Regions from separate parts of the Mus musculus genome. Here region 1 is linked to region 2. Evidence: chromatin contacts called from public promoter capture Hi-C data. All regions are on one chromosome and are shown on one strand. Each heading gives the region's core, a stretch centred on a gene start, on an enhancer-like site or on the middle of the called end of the contact. The rest is flanking DNA. Distances are from core to core; before and after follow the strand shown. Region 1 holds the start of Slc13a3 (solute carrier family 13 (sodium-dependent dicarboxylate transporter), member 3). Region 2 overlaps Elmo2 (engulfment and cell motility 2).

Region 1 (5,256 bases), core at 831-3,330, 160 kb before region 2:
AAACGGGACCATTCCTCGGAGACTTGAAACTGTAACAAGCCAATGGAGAAGACGCTAGGGTCAAAGGCATGACCTCATGAATGAGGATGGAGCCCTGCAGCAAGGAGATATAGTGAAGACCAAGGTAGGCAAACCAAAGCAGGTTATTAAGGGTTCTCAGACCAGGACACACAGAGGGAAAAGGCAGAAAAATGTGGAAGAATCTAAAATTTACACGCTAATGCCAAGCGATCTAACATAAGTGTTACTGATGGTTAGAGACACAGGAGAAAGCTTGGGACGAAGGAAGCATTTGTTGGGACCATGTCACAGCTGGCAGAAGATGGGGATGCTTAGAAACCCTGAGCCAAACCCAACCAAGGCCATGACACAGAGATCTTCCCAAACAGCCAGGGTTAAGATGGACACTGCCATCAGGAAACCGTGATAAAAACCATGGGAGTTTGTTAGTGGAACTGTGGGAGACGTTAGCACAGTGGTCCCTCCCTTTCTCTCTGCCCCCTTCCCTTTTCCCCTCTCTTTCTTGTGTAGCTTTTATTTTATTATGAGAGAGAGGGAGAGAGAGAGGGAGAGAGAGAGAGAGGGAGAGAGAGAGAGAGAATGCATACTTGTGTGTGGTGGTCAGAGGACAATTTACAGGAATCTTTGTTCTTCTTCTATGGTGGGTCCCAGGGACCAAACTCAGGTCACCAGGCCTGGAGGTGCCTTCACCTGCTGAGCCATCTCACCAGCCCCTCTTCTGTACTTTCTATCTCCATGTGTGTGTATGACGTGTGTGTGTGTGTGTGTGTGTGTGTGTGTGTGTGTACAGGCATGTGAGAGTGTGGGCACGCGTTGTTGGAAGACCTCGTTGGTTGTCACATTCCATCTAGTTTGAGAGGGTATTACATCGCTGTGGCTGGACTGAAGTCAGCCATGTTAACAAGACCTTGGGTTTTCTAAGCCTGAAGTTGAGACTAAGCATGCCCACAGCATGGCCATGATTCCAAATGTTTGCAGAGCAGCAGCAATGTTAAGAATGATAAGCAAAAGGGACACAGGGATCAATGAGGCTCTCATATTTTACAGGACCTGGTAAGATGGCAGTGCCCATAGATTATAAGCTGTGTGTATGCAATGTTCTGAACCAACCCCCCCCTGCCCCCTCCTCCAAACGACAAAAACCAAGAAACTTTCCAACAAGTCCCTTTCTCCACAGAAACCACTCAGGCCCCAGGAGCCAGGACAAGGTCCCATTGACAGTAGCCAGTGGGGAAACATGTCGCAATCCCAAGGAGGGTGGAGGACCCACTCAGGGCGGAAAGCAGAGTCAGGCCTTGTGCCTTCTGCTTTGCATGGCCAAGGCCGTGTGTTCCTTCCAGGCATCTCTGGGAAACAGAAGAGTCCGGCTGATCCATCACTGCTCAGCAGTCCACGGAGGATGTGGAGAAGCTGGGCCCCCATGAGCTGCTAGCGGGAATGTGAATAGTGCAGAGTAAGACCAAAGAGTCCCTATTTTCTTAAAATAGTGGAGGTTGGATCTTAAGCTGACTTAGCAGCTGCCCGTATGAAACCAGGGGCGTTGGCACACGTCCATAATGCCAACCCTCAGAAAGTAGTGGCAGGAGGATGGGAGTTCAAGGTTGTCCTCAGCAGCATAGGGAGATGCAGGCCAGCTTGGGCTAAATAAGAGCCTGTCCCAACACACACAATATCAAGCAGGTTGTGGCATCTGTCACTGAGAAGGGAAAGCTCCTACCCACAGGTGACCCGGCCCTTTGCACGAAGCACTATCTCACTTAAACCCCCCCACCAACCTCCAAGTCTGGAAGAGGCTGCAACCACGGTCACTAGAGGTCTCAGTAGCTTGGTCTGTCCCTACAGGGTTGGACAGTGGGATGACGGTGCTGAGGCCTTTAGTCCCACCTGGGCTTTGCCCCATTTCCCACGTGAGTCCAGAGTGGGGCGCGGGGGCGGGTGGGGTGCTCTGGGGCCCCTTCCCTGCTCCTTGTCCAGACCAAGGAGGCGCGGCCCGGGGCGGTTCCGCATGGCTCCTCCCCGTCCCTTGGGGCTTTAGGTCCCTGCCGGCGGCCGCTGAGGGGCAGTCGGGCCGCCTGGTCTCCAGCGATCGCGCGGATGGCGGCGCTGGCGGCGCTGGCCAAGAAGGTGTGGAGCGCGCGGCGCCTCCTGGTGCTGCTGCTGGTGCCGCTGGCTCTGCTGCCCATTCTCTTCGCCCTGCCGCCCAAGGTACGGTGGTCCCGGGTCGAGACCCTCCCGCCTTGAGCCTGCCTACCCCTAGGAGCACCCGCTCCCCTTCTCCCTTCCTTGCCTCTCCCTGGTCTGCCTCTCTCGGTCCTCCCACTCTTCTAAAGTTTGAGCTCTGACGGCTTGCTTGGTGCTACTGGGGTATATAGCCCTTCACAGTCTTTCCGAAGAACAACTGTGTGACCTGTCGCCAGTCACTTAACCTCTCTGAACTTTGGTTTGCGTACCCCCTACCCAGAAAGAGGGAATATGATAACGCATCATAGGCTCACGGTGAAGATAAAGGAATCAGTCTATGTCGGTGTCTTAAATGGGTGCTAACTGCTTTTGCTCTGTAGCAGTTGCTCAATGACTGGAGAACTACACCTTCCTGAGTGCTTCCTAGGAGAGGTGTCACCTGTCCTGTGTCACCCCTGAAAAAATTCCCTTCAGAACACCTCCCCTCCCCACTCAAGCTGGGTCAACTAAGGCTTAGAGACAGCAGGGGACACTCTCATGGGTGACTCCCAATGGGAAATCCCTGAGTGCCCACATCTGAGAGCCCAGGGCCTTTGCTGTTCCCAGAGTCCAGTTCTCTTAGAGAGAAGGCTGGAGTGAGTTCCTAGGGACCAGCACCTGTGTCCAGCCCATCAGGACTTCCTGAAGGGCACGAGGCCCATCACATTAAGTGGCTTCTTCCAGAAGGTACTTGGCCACATCACAACAGTGCTGAGTGAGCTAGCCGATGGTCACAAAATAAAGGAGAGGTGATGGTGTCCTTTAATATGTGACAGGCAGCAGAGCCCCAGGGAGCAGCCTGCTGCAGAAGGGCTCCTGCGTGCCTGACAAGGAACGGTGACCCCAGGCTGGCCGTGCACAGCAAGTCCTTTAGTTCTCAGCTATCTAGCCCGTCAGACTCTGTTGACATTGAAGAGAGCAAATAAATGACCTCAGAAGGAGTAGGTCACTCTTGCCAAGGCCAATGGGGCCCTGGACGAGCGAGCAACTGGCCTGGGGGCTCCCCGGCTCCCTTCCTTGTCCAGGTTTCACTTTCCTTGGCTTTAAAATGAGATGACCGTCTCTTTACTTTTGGGAATCAGTGTTGCGGTCGGTTGAGGCTAGAGTGATCGGCTCAGGAAAAGGTGGAAGGTCAAGCCAGGACATCAGTCTTGTGGCCAACAGATGTCTGGATAGGGACGGTGGATGCATAGGAACCTTATGCCTGCAGGGACCATGGTTGCTGTGTGCTCTACCCCAGAGGCAAAAATCACAAAAGCAGACCCACCAGCATGGGTTTCGGGTGAGGTCGTGCCAAGACAGGGACAGTCCCACCTTGGGTCTAACTGGATGGGGCAGCCACAGCCACCTTAACCTGTGTTAGCTGAGTAGATGTCAGGGATTGTGGCCTGCCTGATAAGGAAAGGCCTCCGGCCAGGCTCTGCAGCAGTATCTTCGGCAGTCTGCTCAGCCAGGGAGGTGCCTGTGTTTGCCTTCCTACTTGACACGTGAGGAAGTAAAGGCCTAGGAGGCCGGGTAACCTGCCCAACGCAGCCCAGGGATAGCAGCGGGTGTGGCTCAGCACAATCCTCAAACTTAATGCATCTTGAGACTTTTGAATCTTACTTTTGGGGTAAGTCAGTGGTGAGATTCTCAGGCATGTGTAGATGACACTGTACGGCAGGGTCAGAGGATCACACATGCTCGGTGGGGCTGCGTGCACTGGGCTGGCGCCCTCTTCATTATCAGGAAAGGACCACTCATTTGTTTGTGGCTCCCTGGGTGAGAACTGCATATGCGAGCCTGAGATGTCACTGCCAGGACCTGGCCTTGGGAAGCAGGTGGATCCGTTGGGTGAGGAGGCTTGACATCTCTGCATTCAGAGTGGTTTACGTAGTTTTCCTCAAGCTCCTGGCTGGTAAGAGCTGGCGTGTCCTCCTCTTGGTTGTGAAATGTGATTCCACAGAAGGCAACTCCGGGTTCATAGCTAGCAGGCAGTGTAGACATGGCCTCCCTAAGCCTGCAGGGCCAATCTCAAAAAGCTGATGGCAGCTTGGAGTGTCTGTAGTGTTTACCCAACTTCCCTCATCAGAGACTGCTTGGAAGTCTCTGAGCCCGAGGCATGTCCAGGCCACCAAGCAGGTGGCATTGGACAAGCATGGCCTGGAGATCCTTGGGACTGGCAGGTACCAGATGAGGGAAGAAACTTAGAAGACCAGGGCATCTTCCATTTGGTATGTTATGGAGAAATGGGGGTCACGCCAGCTCAGCGCTGGCTTTCTATCTCTGTGATCCACCCAGGCCACACATTCTGATGTTCATGGGTCACTGGTCCAGAAGGCGCTGGCCCACTGTGGAAAGCTGGGGTTGGGGACAGAGAGGCTCCTAGCACATGCTGTGAGTCAAGGTGCGAGGCAGGAGGGAAAGAACATGCCAAGCCCAGGCCTAGAATTCCCCACCCCCCAGGGCATCTTTTTCCATGACCCCAGGGGTTGCCAGCAACTCTGGACAGAAGTTAAGAGCTGCTGTGTTTCCCACCAAAGGCCATCTCTGGAGGTGGGAGTGTATCGGTGGCCAGCATAGCTGGTGGGTGTGGCTGCTTTTGAGTTAATACCAGCCCGTCTGCTGGCTGAGTAGCTTCCTCTCCTCTGGTTCCACAAGGAACAGACAGCTGCTCTGGCCCCCTGGCGGCTGTGAGTTCTTCACCACTGGGTGACTCTGAAGATGCTCTAAGCACGGGCAGCTGGGGAAGTTCCAGGCTGGACAGAGACAGAAGGTTGCACAGGTGGTGCACGGAGCAAGCTGCAGCTGTGGCTAAACCAGGTCTTAGGGCACAGCTGGATCCCCCTAGGGACACTCCCTGCTTCTGAATTTGCCCATAGGTGTCCTCTGGAAAGGCTTGACCTGGGGCAGGGACAGCAATCTTTTTAAGGGGTAGTGGGTCCCCAAGGTACCTTTCTTTTCTTTGGCTCAGTCTCTTGCCAGTGGGTGGCCACGAGAAGGCTTTTCCTTTCCTGTTTGTGGGGATTTGAGATC
Region 2 (4,567 bases), core at 230-2,729:
TGAATATCTTGCCACCTGCGAAACTGAAAAAGTAGCCAAGCCAGGTTCAGACTCGGGCCTGTGAGCCTCAGCCAGTTCACTTAGCAGCTTGTTCATCTTCCTTCTCCCCTGAAGGAGCTTCTCGGAGCAAAGACCTCAACCTCCCCATGTCCCCACAAACGTGAGCCAGGCTCTGCTGACTTCACGTGACAGTCTGAGGAAGGGCAGACCTCAGTATAAAGTGGAGCAGGGGACAGCAGCTGGAAAGGCTGTCTCTGGAGGGAGACTGACATTTGGCCTGGAAGTTTCTAAGCTCCATGCAAACCAGTGCTTGCAGATTGTCTCATTGACGACCTTTTCTCAGGCACACCCTTCCTCCACTGTGGGATTAGGAGGATCTGTGTCTCGCTGAGAGCCCTGGGCAGGTATGGGCCTCTCTGTAACAGTTAGGCAAGGGAGGGGGAGCCAGCCGCACTCCCTGGCCTCTGGTCACTTCCTGACCCTGAGCAGACAGGGAGGCCCGCGGCACTCTGCTTCTCCTGCATCTCTCCAGAGAGAATGTCCCGTTCAGAGCAGGGGCATGACGAAACAGTGAACTGGAGTCTGACTGTGTGCAGTGAACTGGAGTCTGACTGTGTGGTAGTAAGCTTTGCACAGGGAGTGACAGTGGACAGGCACCTGTGCTAGGCTGCTGGAGGCAGGCACCCTGCTGGGGAAGGGCCCACACTAGGGAGCATCCGTCCTCAGCAGCCATCACATCCAGGAAGCTGTTCATAAGCTCGGCCTCCCACTCCTTCATTGCTTCCTGATTGCCCACTGTGCTTTGGGGAAGGGTGATCAAGAACAGCAAAGGTTTGTCAGGCTTATCACACTTTAGAATTAAAAGGGTCCTTCGGGGCCATCAGGTTAAGTTCTAGTGCAAGGTCCTCAGCTTCTGGCAGATGCTGTCACGTTCCCCTCAGTTGCTTGGGGGTAGGGGGTCTCAGCTCTTCAGTGGGAACTCCGTCACTGACAGGTAATGCTCCCCAAAGTAAGGCGGATCTGCTTCTGAGGACTCGCAGTTAGGAGATGCCCTTTCTTTATGTTCTTGATAGGAATTAAAAAGAAAAATCTGTAGAACAAGATGGCTCGGTGGGTTAAGACACTTGTCCCCACGCCTGATGGCTTGAGTTTTATCCCCTGGACCCATATGGTAGAAGGAGAGAACCAACTCTGTCAGATTAACTGATGCTCTGACCTTCTCACTCAGGGTATAGCATGCACACGTATGCACACACACACACACTAAACATAATTTTTAAAATAGAGTCATAGGCTAGAGAAATACAGAAAAGATACAGATCAGTCTCGGCATGTTGGAAACTCTCTTCCTGGTCCATAAACATTTATTTAGCAGTTCCTAAGCCATGTGAAACCCCAACTGCCCACAGTAGTAACCTGTGCAGGAGCAGATGGCATCTCTTTTGTCCCTGGCTTCACAGTCCCGGGCTGCACGCCAGCTGATGGAAAGGACCCAGTCATCTAGTATGGAGACCCGGCTGGATGCCATGAAGGAGTTGGCTAAGCTCTCAGCTGACGTGACTTTCGCCACGGAGTTCATTAACATGGACGGCATCATTGTGCTGACGAGGCTCGTGGAGAGTGGGACCAAGCTCCTGTCCCAGTGAGTATCACCAGCGGCCCGTGACCAGCAGGGCTCCTGTTCTCACTCCCACGGTTTACCCCTGCACTCACGGACGCTCATGTCCACATCCAGAGAGGTCTCGTCCCTGTGGGGGGCCTGCATCTCAGAGTCCAGGGGACTCTGTGACCCAGTGCTGTGCTAGGCGAGTACTGAAAGTAGAGCCTTGCCGTCAGCAAGGACGGCAGTGCTGCACAGCAGACCTGGCAAGTTATAGGAAATGCTTGGCCTGATGAGGGTCAGGGAAGAGATGGGAACTGTTCGTGGTGCTCTTTAGTGATGCTGTGTCACTAAATGTGCATGCCTCACCCGATGTGCATGCCTCCCTCTGAATGCCACAGGTCTCTCCCATTTGCCATCTCCCTGCCCCACACTGTCAAGGAGGAGCCAGGCCTTGGCACCACTCCTCAGCACCTCCACGGCCCTTCAGGTGGTTGTGGTGGGAAGCTGAGCCTTATCTGTGATGAGCAGTGAGTGACAGATGCCCAGGTCTCTACCTAAGCCTGTAGAGCCTAAGCTGCAGGCAGGCAGTCAAAGATCTCACAGGCGATGGGTGAGCTGAAGCTGTCAGCCAAGCCAGGCAGCTAATCCCGGGTATTTGCTTTAAAGTCTCGGATCTTCCAGCTGCTGCCATTGGGAGAGTTTTGGCAGCAACAGACCAGCCTTAGTCTCCTCCGCTCTGAAATGGGGATAACGCTCAGCTCAGAGTTCGGTGAGCAGCGTCATTACCTCCGGCAAAGGGGGCCTGGCTTGTTAACTGTAGAGCACCGTGCCCCTGCATGAATGATTAAACCTGTAAGGAGAAACAAAAGGCAGCCGTTTAATCCCTGCGCCACGTTATTGTAAGGGCACTGCAGACCTCTTCAGTCTGCCCTCCCCACAGCCCTGTGAGACTAATGCTGTGAGACTAACTCGATTTTCCAGAGCAGGAAGCTAGAGTTGGAGAAGATAAAATGAGCAACTGCTCAGACGGAAACCACACCTGGACGGCTCCCTCGCCCTGGGGCCTCTTGGCCTAAAGGCTAATGGGAGATGTATGCTCTCTTTGGTCCCCCTGCAAGCTTCAGTTTGACAAAGGCCTTTGTTTTTGGGAGATAGATAACTGACTAAGCCAGGAAAGAAGCAAGACGGAGAAGAGCAGCTAGGAGCCTGCAGCCCTCCGGCTTTCTAGTGTAAGGACCTGGGCTGTGTCCACTCTGCACCGCGCTTGGTGTGCTTCAGGCACTGACTGCCGCCTCCAAAGATTCCCATGGGTGTTTACTGAGCTCTGTCCCTCTTGCGCTCCCTGGCTCTGAATCTCTGTATTTTGTGTGTGTCGCACATGTCTCAGCTACAGTGAGATGCTGGCATTCACCCTGACTGCCTTCTTAGAGCTCATGGATCATGGCATTGTCTCCTGGGACATGGTTTCAGTCACCTTTATTAAGCAGGTGAGGCATCCAACATTCAGTTCGTCCCCTCCTCTCCCTCGCAGCTCTCTGGGCATAAGGGGAGAGTAGACGCTGCAGTCTGGAGTCTCTGGCAGGAATGGCCTTTGCGTTCCCCGGGGCTGGGTGTGCATCCTCGAGCGGCGATCTTCCCAGGACTCCTGAAAGGTTTATGCAGATGCTCTCTGGTTGTCAGTAGTTCTTACCTGATAAACCCATCTTATTATGTTGGAAATGTCACCAGATTAAAGATGAGTTCGCTTTCCTTGGCCTCTGAACATCCTCATGGTGGCTTCTTTGTTGCCTCCTGGCCACCTTCACGGGAGGTGTGACTCAGTGTCCACAGCCTGGTCTCAAGAGAGGTCCTTGTCACTTGTCCAGGAAAAAAATATCTCAATTCACAATTTGCCTTCTCTGGAGACCTGCACCAAGAGTGGGGCTCAGAGCAGAACTGGTTGTCAGCGAGGCTGGCACAGAGCAGCTCCTCGTCAGCCCTGAGTGACCTGCTTCCTCAGCCCTCTGAGAGACAACTGCGTCTCGTTTGCATATGTGCTTCCTCTGTACAAATCTGCCAAGTAGCTTGCTTGGTTTATCAGATTAAATGGAGGGGTAGAAGGGCCCTTCTCCCTGCTCTCAGAAGAGGCAGTCTCAGCTCAGCAGGCTGAATGGAAACCAGTGACTACCCTGCTGTCTACTGACCAGCGCTTCTCACTGAGAACGCTCCTGCTAGAAGCATTCGGGCAAAAGTGAGGTGGCTGTGTGTGGGGGATTACAACAGGACTTGAGAAGAGGGGTGGGTCTACGGGATTCTCCAGGTCTGGTGAAGATAAAATAAGATACAAGAATCAGTAGGCCCACTGCATGCTGACCCCTTATTTGATAAGGATTAATTTATTACATTCTTACATTTTGAAGAAACACAGTTGAGTGGATACTGCCACCTAAGGTGGAGGCATCCTGCTGAGGGAATCCCCGCCCTCTCACCAGGGCAGCCATAAACCGAATGAGAGCTGCCTGGGCACTGCTCACATGCAGACAGGATGCTGAGGAGAGAGCGCCAGGGCTTTCCTTGGCTCAGTGCTTTCCATCCAGTGCGCCTCTCTCTGGGTCTAGATTGCAGGGTACGTGAGCCAGCCCATGGTCGATGTGTCCATCCTCCAGCGGTCCCTGGCCATCCTAGAGAGCATGGTACTAAACAGCCAGAGCCTGTACCAGAAGATAGCGGAGGAGATCACCGTGGGACAGCTCATCTCCCACCTGCAGGTGTGAGTAAGGGCCCCGCCCTCGCTTGGCCAGTGTGTTCTCTGATGGTTCTGCCTGGCCCTGCACATTCCTTCAGCTCCTCCTCCTCCTCCTCCTCCTCCTCCTCCTCCCCTGGCAATTCCTGTCATACGTAGTACAGACCTTAGCTGCCAGGCAAGGTTAGACGCTTCCTCTTCTGTGGGCCTATTAGTCTTGTTTGTACATGTTTACGTATGTG

The links. Promoter capture Hi-C pulls out the DNA fragments that hold promoters and counts their contacts.
Region 1: a promoter capture Hi-C map of neural stem cells shows a contact between it and region 2. The contact joins the promoter of Slc13a3 here to the enhancer-like site in region 2. A contact is called at or near these places in 2 of 39 promoter capture datasets (frontonasal cranial neural crest and neural stem cells), 1 of 484 Hi-C or Micro-C datasets (embryonic stem cells) and 1 of 9 other capture datasets (adipose tissue).

What each region holds. Positions count from the first base shown.
Region 1 is chr2:165,470,021-165,475,276 of GRCm38.p6, reverse strand. Slc13a3 (solute carrier family 13 (sodium-dependent dicarboxylate transporter), member 3) reads left to right here and starts at 2,080. Exons shown (of 13, transcript NM_054055.2): 1 at 2,080-2,226. The coding sequence starts at 2,116.
Region 2 is chr2:165,308,698-165,313,264 of GRCm38.p6, reverse strand. It overlaps Elmo2 (engulfment and cell motility 2), which reads left to right. Exons shown (of 21, transcript NM_080287.2): 6 at 1,461-1,642; 7 at 2,991-3,090; 8 at 4,201-4,352. Among named protein-coding and RNA genes, the nearest start is that of Elmo2, 15 kb to the left of the region's middle. Within about 2 kb of position 1,479, at least 24 of the 459 cell types and tissues checked have an H3K27ac peak or open chromatin away from gene starts, as enhancers often do. A contact at or near this core is called in adipose tissue and neural stem cells, where this site is marked.